Regions from separate parts of the Mus musculus genome. Here region 1 is linked to region 2. The links are chromatin contacts, called in public HiChIP or PLAC-seq maps. All regions are on one chromosome and are shown on one strand. Each heading gives the region's core, a stretch centred on a gene start, on an enhancer-like site or on the middle of the called end of the contact. The rest is flanking DNA. Distances are from core to core; before and after follow the strand shown.

Region 1 (7,296 bases), core at 4,658-7,157, 98 kb after region 2:
CCTGAAGTATGCTTAACAGAGAGACACTTACACTTGCTCCTTCATGGTCTTGCAGAAATAACACTTCCCAATGTACATAAGGCTGAACTCTGAAGCATTCATAGTTATGGGGCTGCTAAACAATCCTCCAGCGACCCCCAGAGTGAAGCAGAAGGGCAGGCAGGCAGGTGTATGTGTGTCTGTGTGTGTGTGTGTGTGTGCGCATGTATATACACATATCCTGCCACCACTACCACCCTCTAAGCAATTCTGTTCCAGACACCTCCCTCCATGTTCTAGAATGCCCAGCTGGGCCATGATTTCCTTACTGACGTCAGTTCCAGGTGTTTCCCCACCCAGTTTTCAAAAGTGCTGGGGAACCGAACCCAGAGCTTCATGCGTTCTAGGCAAGGGCTCTACCAACAGAGCTCTAGCTCCAGCCCCACAGTCCTAACCCCTAACAAAGCCGACATTCCTATTAGAGCAGGCAGTGACTAAGAATCCACTCGCAACCACTCACAGGATGGCTCAGTTCTCCCAGCTCTTACACGTGACCAGGAGTGTGGAGGACTCTCTACCCAGTTGGTTTGTCACAGATCCAACTCTCATATTACAGACTTGTTTCCTGGAGCTGTTATTGTGGGTCTGTTCTGCTTGAACCATCCCTGGAGTCCTGACTCCCTAATGGAAAGTAAGTGTCCAGCAGACCACTTTTTTCAGGATTTAAGCACAGGGGGCTCGGCCTATTGGTTAGCAAAGGGAACTGTGCACCAGTAGCCAGGTCTCACACCTACAAGCAGACCTGTGCAAGCCACATGGGTGAATCCCTAATCCCAAGACGGGTAGTCATCTTGCCACAGCTTGACATTGTCGGACCTGTGGCTGGTCCAATCTGATGTGAGGCTGTGATGACCACACTTGGGGACCACCTGTGGCAATCCTGGACAGATTGTTAATAGTAAAGTTTCTCAGAAACGGGAGTTGGGGAGGGGGGAAGGAGGGCTTGAAATAAGTTCAGGGTCATTCCCCTGGGAACACAAATGAGGAACAAAAATGAGGTTTAATCTAATGTTCAAAATCTCCTTTGCCGGATGCTCCTAACCCTAGACATGGGAAGGGCTTTGTGTGTACATGTTTGTATATGTGTGTGCTGTATCTATGTGTAAACACATGTATGTGCATATAGAGGCCAGAGGATAATGTTGCGATCTCTCTGTCTATCATCCTCGACCTTATTACTTGAGAGGAGTCACTTACAGACCCTGGAGCTCACTTGTTTTGACTAGACCAACTAACTAGTACATTCTAACTAGTTTTCCTGTCTCTACCCCAATTCCATGAGATCTGAACTGGGGCTCTTGTGCTTGAGTAGCAGGCTATTTACTCACTGAGCCACCTCGCCAACCTTAGAAGGGATGTTGATGCTGGCTGGGCCCTCGGCATGACCCACAGGTCTAGAAGGAAGGGAATGGACACATAGTCCGGGAGAAGCCTGGTTGAGGCAATATCCTGGCTTGACTACCTGGGCCTGGTGAGGTCAAGGAGAAGGGCTGGGAGGTCAGCGATGAGGAACAAGAGGTCAGAAAGATCAGGGACTCTATCAAGGTCAGTCCATCCCGAAAAACAAGGAGTCCCCAGGAGGTGGCTTGGCGCTTAATGTGAGAAGACCTCCTAGGTGCTTAAGGGGTGAAGACCAGAGAAGGACAGAAAACTTCCTGAACATTCTATGTCCTGTGGAAAACTTCCTGAACATTCTATGTCCTGTGGAAAACGATACGCTGCCTCCTCCCATCGGAGTTCACCTCCAATTTTGTGAGTGTGGGTTTGCATCAAAACTACCAAAGGGGGCAGGGGAAATACTCCATTTCCAGGGAACTTTCTGTTGCCTTTGTAAAATGCAGGTTAAGGAGAAGGAACTGTCTGTTCCCCTGAGGATGTTTCAAAGACTGCTTTGATTGGTCCAGAGCCACAGGGTGCAGACAGCCTCTCCGCCCCCCCATCACTGCCTAGCAGTGTATCTGCTTTCACTCAGCTCCATGCATCTCAGACCCAGAGACGTTATCTTTGCTCTTTTGTAGTCACCTCAGCATCGAACAAAGTGGTTCATGCATAGCAAAGCTTGAATAAATGTTTATTAGATGAATGGGACCGGCTACAAAGGTAATTTTTTTTTCACTATTCAAAATACAATGGGTCCTTGCAGATTCCCCGCAGGGACAATTATTGAATCATTTGAAGATATGCAGATCAGAAATACAGGCAGTAGTGTCCTTTCTTCTTTCAAAGCATATTTGTTCGGGTTTCCTCAATCATAGTATGTTTTTATAACTTCAAAAGGACAGGCAAACTAGTAGCGATGGAAATAACATCCAGGCAATGTGGCGCTTGCCTGCAATCCTGCAGTTGAAAGACAGAAGCAGGAGGAACATGAATTCAAGGCCAGGCAGCCTGAGTGCCACAGTGAGAATCTATACCAGCGTTTCTCAACCTGTGGGTCCGACCCCTTTGAGGGGGGTCAAAGATCATAAAACACAGATACTTACACGATGATTCGTAACAGTAGCAAAAGTTACAGTTATGAAGTAGTCATGAAAAATCACTTTATGTTTGGGAGTCACCACAACTGTATTAAAGGATTGCAGCATTTAGGAACATTGAGAACCACTGCCCTAAACCAAAGAGTCAAAATAAAGCAACAGCAACAGCAACAACAACAGCAGCAGCAGCAGCAACTTAGATTTAGGGGAGAGCTATATTAAGCCAAATGTTAAAGAATAAACACATGCACACATATGCACATGCATGCATGCATGCATGAACACACACTAATCTGAAGTTGAAAGTCAATCACTTTCTTTTTAATCTGCCCATTTGCTGATCTGGAAGTGAGGCAGGCACACTGCACAAAAACATGCAGCCATCCATCCCTGGCCATCCGATCCTGCAACCTACATTCGTATGATCTCACAGAAAAAGAGCACAAAGCTACATCTGTCCTCACGACGGGCTGAGCTGTGCCTCTCCAAAAGCTACAGACACCCTTCGCCCCTGACATCTGTGAAGGCTACCTTGATGAAATTCAAGTTGTCCCAGCCAGAACGGCTAAGATCAGGATCACACTGACAATAAGTGACCGTGAGGCTCTGGGAAAGAGGAACCGGATTCAAGACTGTTGGGAGAGAGACTACTGCAGTCATTGTGGAAACCACTAAAGGGGTTCCTCAAAAGTCTCAAATAGAACTACTACGTGGGTCGGCTAGACCAAGCCTGGGCATATATCCAGAGGACGCTAAATCAGCCACCACAGAGATACTTGGGTAACTATGTTTATTGCTGGTCTGATCACAATAAGAGAGGCCCGGAACCAGTCTGATCAAACAGACGTATACACAAAGGAAAACACGAGTTAACTTTAAAATAGTGGCTGGGAGTGGCGGTGCACACCTTTGATCCCAACATTCAGGGAGGCAGAGGCAGGCAGACCTCTGGGAGTTAGAGCCAGCCTGGTCTATATAGTGATTTCCAGACTAGCTAGAGTTATACAGTGAGACCCTGTCTTTAAAAAAAAAAAAATTAAAGAAAAGGAAATAAACAAAGAAAATTACAATTACAGCTGGGCGTGGTGGCACACACCTTTAATCCCAGCACTCGGGAGGCAGAGGCAGGTGGATTTCTGAATTCAAGGCCAGCCTGGTCTACAAAGTGAGCTCCAGGACAGCCAGGGCTATACAGAGAAAACCTGTCTCGAAAAACAAAAAACAAAAAGCAAATCAAAAAAAAAAATTAAAATTACAACAGAGATAATGAGATACTAGTATTGTTCCAGGAGCATAAAGATAGTCCACAGACCCTCACAGTCCTGGAAAGAGACCACCACCAAACTCCTACTGTTCACCCATTAGCTAGTCCTTTTATGGTTTGTTGCATCAGCTCTTAGAAAGAAAGACTAGCCCACCGAATGACTAAAACCTCCAAGAACAACACATAACCCCACAGACAGCCCAAGCAGAGGATGATAGTTGCATCCCAGTCATCCTGAGGAGAGAAGAGGGAGGATGTTAACAGGGCCCTCCTCTGCCCCGCCCCCATCCTACTTCCCAGCCCTTCTGTGATGCCTCTTTTAAACCAAATCAAAGCGAAGCACCACTGAGCAGGCTGGTACAGACCTGCCATCCTAACCAACTTAGGAGGTTGAGGCAGGAGGATCACACATTCAAGGCTAGCCTTGGACCACTTAGTGAGACCCTGTCTTAAAATGAAAGTGGTAAGAAGAGAGCCAGAGATGGACCTCAGTGACAGAGCACACACCTAGTGCATGAGGCCTTGGGTTCACTCAATCCCTGAGACGCAATATCTCATGCATGAAACCAAGGGGGAAAAATAGACAAATCAAGATAGATAGATAGATAGATAGATAGATAGATAGATAGATAGACAGACAGACAGACAGACAGGTAGACAGATATATGATTGATAGATGACAGTCAGATAGATGATAGATAGATGGATAGAGAGATAGATAGATGGATAGACAGATAATTGGTAGGTAAATAGATAGATGGATGGATAGACAGATAATTGGTAGGTAAATAGATAGATAGATAGACAGACAGACAGACAGACACATAGATAGATACAGGTATCCACCATTTCCTCTGAGTGAGTATAGCCCTTCCCTCCTGTGATCACATAGGTCCCCACACTCACATGTCACCTAGAGAGCAGATACGTCCCACTCTCTGCAATTCTACCAAGTGTTCTTCATCCTCCCACATGCCACTCAGAATTTGGAGGGGATAACTGGCAGCCAGGGAGGGATAGCACACTGCCTGGTCCTTTTGTGGGCTGCAAAGGGGCAGGGCAGCTCAACAAGTGACTCAGAGGCAGCTCTTCAGATCCCAGGACCTTGGCTTTACCTCTAGCTGCCACTGACAGAAAAAGCTCTGCTTGTCCTGAAATGAAGACCCTCAACAACACGATGAATGCTTGCAGCTAAGATTTTCTGCCACCTTATTTTGTGGTTCTCACTCAAGTTCAGAATTTAGTCATCTGACACCCTCAGACCTCTGAGTATGCTCCATACACACGTGCACTCATGGCTCCCAGCTCTTGGCCTTGCACACATCTAGCAGAAGCGTGTGGCTCCTTAACAACTCTGGAAGCTTGGCAATGAGTGGATGCATGTAGAGGTGTGTGTGTGTGTGTGTGTGTGTGTGTGTGTGTGAGTATGTGTATAGGTCAGGTTTCTGACCCCACAGAATTGAGGGCACATCCCCAGTTGCTTCTCTCAGAAGTCCCTATCACTGAATCACCATAGTAATTCCAGACGCCACCCTTTGCCCTTCGAGGGTTTTGGTTTCCTGAAAGGGAAAGCCAACCCCAGGCTCAGAGAAGCTCAGAAGCGCCTAGTGAATAGAAAAGCCACCTTGTCACTGTTTTGCAGGCACCAAGGACCACAGCGAGTGTTATTTTAAAGAGGAAACCCCGCCCTAACTCACCAATACTGTGACAGTTTGACAGGGATGTCAGAGATTCGAGAAGGGGTGTCATTAAGCCATAACCATTGCAAATCCCAGGTCCCGACAGTGCCTGTCAGTTGAGCCCATCCCAGCACCTGACATCCTGACTGAACTCAAGAAACCCATTCAGAGAAGAAGCAAACAGCTCTGCCCAATTAAGCTCAGATAGCCACACACAGTGTGGGGGAACAGGAAAAGGTCAAAGGTCAAATCGTGACGTCACTTGCCCACACTACTTCTCCCCACACCCACACCCACACACACTCAAATCTGCCCCCGCCATCACCTCCTGCATTCCCAGGCAGTCACTTTGGAGGCCACAGAAAAGACGACTCAGTTCCTCACCCTCTCTCTGCAGACTTGTGACGTCAGGTTCATGTGTGGGGTTTCCCCCACCCATAAGCAAGTCACAGCTGCAGCAGCAAACACCAACTGGGTGTCTGCTCACTTCATTCCATTCTCACAGGATGAGCCCAGAATTGGTGGCAGGTCCCATAGGTTGAGGGCTGAGTTCCAGGGCTGCCTCTGCATAAAAACACACAAGTCCAGGCTATCCTGCCTCCCTCTGATCCACCTGCTTTAAACTAGGGTGCTATTAAAAATAGTAAGAATCATAACAAATAGGCTATGACATAGCTTAATAAGAGAACACACACAAAACCCTGGGCCCAATCCCCAGCACCAGTTTTTGAAACAAACAAAACAAACATATGAATGAATGAATGAATGAATGAATGATTCTTTATTCTGTCTCCCAGTGTGATAGAGCTCATGTGTACCCAGTCATTGGGGAGTACAGACAACAAGAAGAATTGCATGCTTAAGGTCAGCCTGAGTGGTATAGGGAGAGTCAGGCTCAAAATTAATTATTTAAGCCAGGATTAGTTAATTAACTAAACCAGGTTCCTGTCACCTCCCCTCTGGTTCAATTAATTTACTTGTACAGTTCACAGAACCCTGGGAAACGCATCTACTGGTTTATCAGATTTGTAAGGCTGGGTGACAAAGCACTTGGCTCATTTGAATGAGGCCCTAAGTTCAATCCCCAACACACACACACAAAGAAATGACAAAGGACACTAATCCTTTGGGCATGGGGCTTAGAGTGCCCCCATCCCTCTCTGGAAGTGCCACTCCTGCCTGATGTGTTCTGCTACCCAGAAGAATGGGGGTGGGGTGGGGGTGGACGGATTATAGACACTTCATTAAGAAGACTTGGTGATGAAAGCCACCGCCAATAAACTTGACCTTCAACCTTTCTCTCTTCCCGGAGGCAGTGGGTTGAGCTGAGAGCCTCACTTCTCTAACCCTGCCAATCTTTCCTGTGACTGTCCTCAGCCTGACATCATGCAGGGGCTGCCAGCCTTCAGCCCATTCATTAGCTTTCAAAAGCCACTCAGCACGGTGAGATCTAAGGATTTAAGGATGTGTGCCAGGAGAAGGGAAGGGAGATCAGATATCTACGATCTACTCTATTCCGGCTTCCTTCAGCAGTCATTCCAAACAGGACAGGACTTGGCTCCATCACTGCTCTAGTTTGACGACTGTTCGGATTCATGAGTGTATATTGCTGGACACAAGGCTGGGAGCTCTCTGTGCACTCAGCCTAGCTCCCGCCCAAGACAGTCCTCAGCTTAGCACTGCTCATCCCAAGCTGCGTGTCACGTGCAGGATAAAGCACAAGGCCATGATGCTACCTTGCAGCGGTTCCCACAGGGTAAAAACAACGTGAAGTTTCTGGGCCAGAATGTAGCTTAATGGTTGTTCATTTGACTAACATGCACAAGGCTCTATCCCT
Region 2 (6,740 bases), core at 3,993-6,492:
TAAGTAGGCGGTATCATGAAAACAATGGGCAGAACACTGGCTCCATCTCAGGTCAGCTAAGACCAGGGCTCCACCAGTGTGTCAGTCTATCGCAAATGTGGGCATCTGTGCCCTCATATAGCAGAGACAGAAAACGGGGCAGACGAGCCCAATACCAGATGTTCCCCAAAGAATCAGAGCCCCAGGTACTGGCATAGGAAATGGATTGTAGAACAGTAACAATGCATTGTAAAGGCTCAGTTTTGATATAAACAATTTTTTCCATTTATTTATCCCAGCCCCATTAATGTAATGAGGCTGTGCAGAGTCAGAGACTCTGGGGTTTGAGGTCTAACTACAGTTCACTAACTCGAACATCCTCAGCAGTTCCTTCTGTTTCCTGTGCCCTGACTTCTCCCCATCTGAAAGTCAGAGATAATGATGTCTAAATTTACAAGCTGTTGTGATGAAGAGGCAAATCCATAAAGCACTCGATAGAGTGTTCTGGCACATGTGTATCTAGCACACGTGTGTCAGGCAGTTCAGACTGTGATTCCCCTGTGATGTAAAACCTCACAGACCAATTATTCTAGAGAACGTTCTGGCAAACAGCAGTTAGTCAAGCCCAACACTTTCCACGCATAACACATGATTAAGTGTCGTTTCCTGAAACTCAGTGTGTCTGAGGAGCTCTGCACCAGGATCTCAGAGAAGTCGAGGGAGCACAATTACATGTCCTTCACATCGGGGCTGGTACAGACTGAAGAGCTATAGTTGAGCCTACCATAGGCAGCAGAATGTCAAGTATTAAACATATGTCTAAGAGCTCATCCCAAAAGCTCTCTCTGGCATTTACCTAAAATGGGACAAGAGAGGCAGTACCTGCAGAGCCCAGAGCAACCAAACCTGGACCACAAAGAGCCCTTTTTCCTGGGAGAGCCCTGCATGTCCAGTGCCTCTAACTGTGGCAGGAAAACAACAGTGGCTTAGATAATAAAGAAGGTAAGAAAAACTGAGATAAAAACAGAAAACAAAACAAAAATCAAACAGTTGGGCCTTGGCACTCAGGAGGTGTCAGAGGCACAGCATAACATCTCCCATTAATAAGACACACAGGGTATCCCATAAGGAATGGACACTGATGATAACTGCCTAAAATGTGCCCTCAGGAGGAATTTATTTTGATGCACCAAGATGATCAACAACAACCAAAAAAGCCATCATGACATGCTTTCTTGAATGGCTTGCACTCCCCTGTGGCCACCATACTGCATGACCACCCGAAGGGCTGCAGATTTCTCAGGTTCTGAAATATACTACACACAGAGCATGAGGTCTATTACCTGGCCCCACCCCTCATCGGAGCCCTTTAAGTGAGTTCTACAAATATGAGCTTTAATTCTTTGCCTGTCACAGGTCTTAGAAAAGTGTTTTAGGCCCCCCAGAGTCTGTGTCCATCTAGGATAGTAAGACTTCCCTCAGGACCATTCTAGAACGACTGTACATAATTTACATAAACTATTTAAGGTGGCGATGGGACCCACCCATGCCCAATACACAGAGGTAGTCCACATTCCTCATAAAGCTCCGTCCTCACCCCGACTCACAGTGAGTAAACCCCAGCTGGTTAAGAGAGAAGTGGAGGATGATAATGGGGGATTAGATGCTCCAGCGGGCTCAGCAGTGACAGGGAAAATCCAGGGCTCAAAGGGATGCTGCCATCTGCCTGTGGCAGACGCCGAGCCAGCTCTCCTTCTTAATTGACCACCCCGCTCTGAAATTTACTCGAATTTGTAGGCAGAAAAAAAACAAAAAACAAAAAAAACTTCTGACTCTACTTTCTGTTCATTTGTTTTGGTTTTGAAGTCTGTCCTATCATCTTTATTTCAAAGGATAAAGGGGCATTGAATGTCCCTCCCTTAGCATCAGAACATTACCCTCTACCACCGAGAGTCGCAGAACACAACGCGCTGAAAACTAAAACCGAAAAATAATTTAGCTCAAGATGTCTCTGGACAGATGCAAAACTGGAGGCCAGCATGATCTTCCTCCTGGCTACCCAGCTGACAGCAAAGACAGCCAGTTCTCCTTTCTCCCGTCCCAATGTTTCATGCCTGCTGAGGTGACCACCTAAAGCGCACGCCTGGATGGAACTGATTTTGATGGCTACAAAAATCTTCCTATAAGATTTAAGACAGAAGAATGTTACAGGGAAAAAGTAAAATAGCAGTCATGGCTTTTGAAGATGGTGACCAGAGAGACGCATCAGATACCTGGGTGTACAAGGGCTTTACTTCAGGAGCAAATGCTATCTTCTCTACTACCATGAATAAGCGGACAGTCCAAGAGTAATGGTTAATCTATTTCTGCTGAGGTCACCATCCGAACGGCTTTTACAGTGAGCAGTAATTGGGCCTCCTCGGGAAGACCCAATAGTCCTAAGCAAATGCTCATTTTGTGTCTATAAGATGACAAAGGGTCCCATCCGATCTATCTGAAATCAAATCCCCCCACCCCCACCTCCTGGGTCTCATACCTAGAAGCGCCTTCCATACCAACGCGCGATACATGGATGGGAGAGGGAACCTCTGGCTAAATGTGCAAAGCTTCTCGATGTCTAGAGGAAGGAAAAGAACAGTTAGAAATGTCCCGTGGGCTCACAGCACTGAACGTGCAATTTCACTTCTTAAAACCGCCTAGCTCACACGTGCCTGCAGGAGAATTCCACTGCATGATCAGCAGCCGACTTAGGAAAAGCCATAGTGGCCTCACTTCTAATCCACATCTCCTACCAACCAAGCTATCTCTGCAGCACTGTTGCAGCATAGAGATGGATTTTTCATCTACTACTACATCCCCTCTACCATGGGCATTACTTACAGAATTGGGTGGGGACACCGTGCGGCTCAGTGGTAGAGCATGCCTTAGCATGGGCTAGACCCTGGGTTCTATTCCCAGCTCTTCCAACAACAAGAAGCACTTAAGTTTGTTTTTATACTATGGTTCTGTTTTACTGTAAAAAAAAAAAGGACTTTATTATTGTTAGCTTAAGACAAATCGAATATAAATCTGTACTGAAGGATTATCTTCCACAAAAGAAAATCATAACCAGGGGTCTTGCACAGTTTACCTAGAAACCACGGTGCTATGTCTAGAAATTGAGATGAAATATATAAGCTTAATAAAAAAATAGAATCAATTTATTTTTAAATGAATTGAAGGTGCCTTATTATTTATCCCCTGGCTGCCCTAGAACTCTTCATTAAGACCAGGGTGCCCTTGGAGTCAAAGATCCCCCTGCCTCTGCTTCCACACTGCCAGGATAAATGTTTTCCACCACCACACTAAGCAATGTCTGCTTTTTACGAAGCTTTATAACAACCTTCTGCCTCTCAATGAATCTGAAAAATCTTCAATTTTCCTTAAACTACACCACTCTGATTACACACACACACACACACACACACACACACACACACCAAGTAATAAGTACTGCTTTGAGTCTTTTGCAGAAATATTTACCTGGTAACTTTGAACTAATGAACATATGCAGCTGAGACTCACCCAAACGGTCATCTTTCAGGAGGATTTCCAGTGATTTCTTTTCTTCGACACCACGAAACCCGACTTTCTCATAGTAGACTGATCGAAAGTTCCTCTGAGAGTCGTCAGTCATGTTTCATCCTTGGAGGGATTTTTTTTAGGTGAGCCTAAAACCAAAGAAAGAAGAATTGGGAAGGACATTAGGTGATTTTTCTCGGCCTTTTCAATAAGTCAAATATGATAAATTGCCTGGCCCTAAGCAAGGAGCATTAAATCTTTGGATCCACACAACCCTATCCCACCTTCCTAATGCAACTTGGCCAAAGATATAGATATGAAGATATAGGTCAGCTGCCCTCCAAGCTACTAAAATAGGTAGCACAGAGGGGGCCTCTAGGGTTCCTTCTTATAAGAACCCCTGGCACAATGAAATACCTTGTTCTCATGAATGAACAAAATACAAATGAACAAATAAGATGAATTAGAAAAGCTGGCAGGATATGTTATATAAATGGGGCTAACCAGTGGTGTGTACTAATTCTGCTTCCAGTTTTACAACTAAGGTCTCACTAAGTAGCCCAGGCTGGCCTCAAACTCTCTGCCTCCTAGGTGCGGGGGGTAAAAGGTGTGGACCACGGCTTCTGGTCCAAGATAGGTATGTTTTAAAATAAGAGGAGACATCCAAAATATTAACAAGTTATTCAGTTAGTAAAATTCTAGGTGACCTTAATTTCCTTTTTTGTTTGTTTGTTTGTTTTGGTTTGGTTTTTGTTTTGTTTTGCTTAGCTGTCCTCTCGAAAATAGGCATTTGGAGAAATTAGAAGGGGGTGGAGGGAAGCCCTAAGTCCTGCCCTTATTTTTCTTCCTATAAACACAATTCTACCAAGTTTTGTATTATCAAAATACAAAACTCCAACAGAGAAAAAGCATTAAAGTATAACCAGAAGACGGCTAAAAATCTGGCAAGAGCACTCAAATCATCTCAGAGAATACATAATTCTTTCAGAACAGTCTTTGTGATATTAATGGTAAACCAAAAGAAAAGATCAAACTAGGTTTAGTGACTAGGCACTAAAGATGCAAACATTCTTCCAAAGAATAAAGTCCTCAGCTACTAAAAGCCCCCGAGACGTCCCCAGATAACCAGGGGAGTTTGGACTTCTTGTTGGGAGTTAGATATCTGAACAGCTTCTGTTATGGGGAAGATTGCAATTCATTTTTGAAAAAAGCTATTTAGAATTTAGAATTGCCTTTAAAGAGTTCCACGGCCTCTTCATAGCTGTTAAAAAAAAAAAACCCAAAGATTAAAATGCAATCTGTAGTTTGAGGGCTCTTTTGGTTTTTGTATTTTTAAGCATTCGCTGCCCCTGTCGTCTATCGACAGCATTCCTGGGACTGCACTGTGATGGCACAGGAGTCGCCCTGAAAGATGCGCTGTCAAATCTTGCCCAGGTGACTCCACCTGCGGGAAAGGTGCCCACAACCCAGTGAAGCCCCAGGCCCCGCTCTCCCGGTATGCACGCTTCACCTCGAGTAGAGCAAACACACCCGGCTCAGACTCAGAGATCCGGGAGGCGGCGGAGAACCGGCCCGGCAACGCTGTGCTACCGGCAGGCAGACGGAACCATAAGCGTCAGGGCCGAGCGAGCGAGGGGAGCGATGCCATGAGACACCCGGCCCGGCCCTCTCCGCCTCTAACTCCCGCCGCCGGACGTGACGTCGCCCCGGATGCGCGTGCGCAGAGGACATCTGCTGGGAGTCCCACCCACACGTGGATGTTAACCGGGTGAAGCTGAAGCCCTGAGAGGTGGTAGCGGCCGAGTCTGTGCGCCCTTGAGTATCCACGTCTGTCCCTCTCACCTCGATCCCGAAACCCTGGTGATCGTCTCCCCTTCGTTCAGAGTGCTTGCTTAGGGCACTCTTCTGCCCCGTGGAAACCGGGATCCCTCAGGCGGTGTTTCTTCCACCTCGCCCGGTGGAAAATCGGAAACGAGCCTTTGCTAATCGATTGGGCTGCACTTCTTCTTCCAAACGTTCCAAGTGACCATGAGAAAGCAAATCAGTTAAGTCCTCAGCTATTAAAAACTGAGTGATGGGCAGGAGAGATAGCTCGACAATTAAGAGCACTTACGGCTTTTGTACAGAACCCGGGTTCAAATCCCAGCACTCACGTGGTGATTCACAACCATCAATAACTCCAGTTGCAGGAATTCCAAACTACCCCTTCTGATTTCTGCCAGTACGGGGCACGCGCATGGTGCTCATGCACGCAGACAAAACCTTTATACACAAATATTTAAAACTTAAAAACAAAAACTTATTGGTCCCCCAATGATCAAGGAGGGATAAGCAAAACCATTTGTTCATCGTTTACTGTGCAAAGGGGCAGTTGCTGCCATTTGCCTTTTGGCAGCTACTCAGACCTAGAATGCCAAGCGCGCAGTCAGTTAAGGCTGCTTGCTTGGGGAAGCTGCGAGCCGCTGGACAGAACTGGGGCATCCTGTGTGATTTGTCACGGAGAGCATGTTCTTTGTCCATCCCCAGGTGGCACTGAGTTGGAAGCAAGGACTGAATTAGGGAACTATTAGGAAGATATAGCTGTCTGGGACGGACTACTGATTCGTTTTTTGGATTGTTAGTGCCAATCTGGCTCACTCACATTGTAAGCCCTTCCTCCCGAGGTCTCTTCAAGTATTTTTATCACAGTAACAAGCCAAGGAGGTAACACGGCCGCAGTGAGGCGCTGTCCCCATGAGTGTTGGGAAATTACTGCAGAGAAAGCAGTACCTGGGCCGGAGAGTTAGGGATTTTTAAGGCTGTGAGTGAGTGCAGCTAGTGGTGAAGTCACATGCTGAGCTGGCTAATCTTACCTCAACCTGACACAAGCTAGAGTGACTGAAAGGAGGAAGCCTCAAATGAGAAGACACCTCCATGAGACCCAGCTTTTTCTTAATTAGTGATTGATGGAGGGTCCAGCCTATTGTGGTGGCCCCGGGTTCTGTAAGAAAGCAGGCTGAGCAAGTCATGGGGAGCAAGGCAGTAAGCAGCATCCCTCCATGGCCTCCGCACCAGCTCCTACCTCTGGGTTCCTACCCTATTTGAGTTCCTGTCCTGACTTCCTCCAGTGATGAACAGGTCTGTTGAAGTGTAAGCCTCATAAACCCTTTCCTCCCCAACTTGCTTTTTGGTCAGGCTGTTTCATCACCGCAATAGAAACC

What was found. HiChIP or PLAC-seq counts read pairs in DNA pulled down with a chosen protein or histone mark.
Region 1: a contact with region 2 is called in a BATF HiChIP or PLAC-seq map of CD8 T cells, with 11 read pairs. The contact joins the enhancer-like site here to the promoter of Tbc1d7 in region 2. A contact is called at or near these places in 1 of 15 datasets of contacts at CTCF or cohesin (CD8 T cells), 19 of 484 Hi-C or Micro-C datasets (B cells, CD4 T cells, CD8 T cells and 10 more), 8 of 115 datasets of contacts at active chromatin or transcription factors (CD8 T cells, the HPC-7 cell line, effector CD8 T cells and 3 more) and 3 of 9 other capture datasets (adipose tissue, liver and pancreatic islet).

Annotation. Positions count from the first base shown.
Region 1 is chr13:43,263,329-43,270,624 of GRCm38.p6, forward strand. The region is part of intron 1 of Gfod1 (glucose-fructose oxidoreductase domain containing 1); the gene reads right to left. LOC115488162 (a long non-coding RNA gene) reads right to left here. Exons shown (of 2, transcript XR_003950633.1): 1 at 1-7,296. Among named protein-coding and RNA genes, the nearest start is that of Gfod1, 37 kb to the right of the region's middle. Within about 2 kb of position 5,908, at least 106 of the 459 cell types and tissues checked have an H3K27ac peak or open chromatin away from gene starts, as enhancers often do. A contact at or near this core is called in B cells, CD8 T cells, DN3 thymocytes and 6 more, where this site is marked.
Region 2 is chr13:43,166,259-43,172,998 of GRCm38.p6, forward strand. It overlaps Tbc1d7 (TBC1 domain family, member 7), which reads right to left and starts at 5,243. Exons shown (of 8, transcript NM_001252639.1): 1 at 5,051-5,243; 2 at 3,544-3,689; 3 at 2,516-2,596. The coding sequence starts at 3,655. Gm40929 (a long non-coding RNA gene) reads left to right here and starts at 5,564. Exons shown (of 4, transcript XR_873309.3): 1 at 5,564-5,584.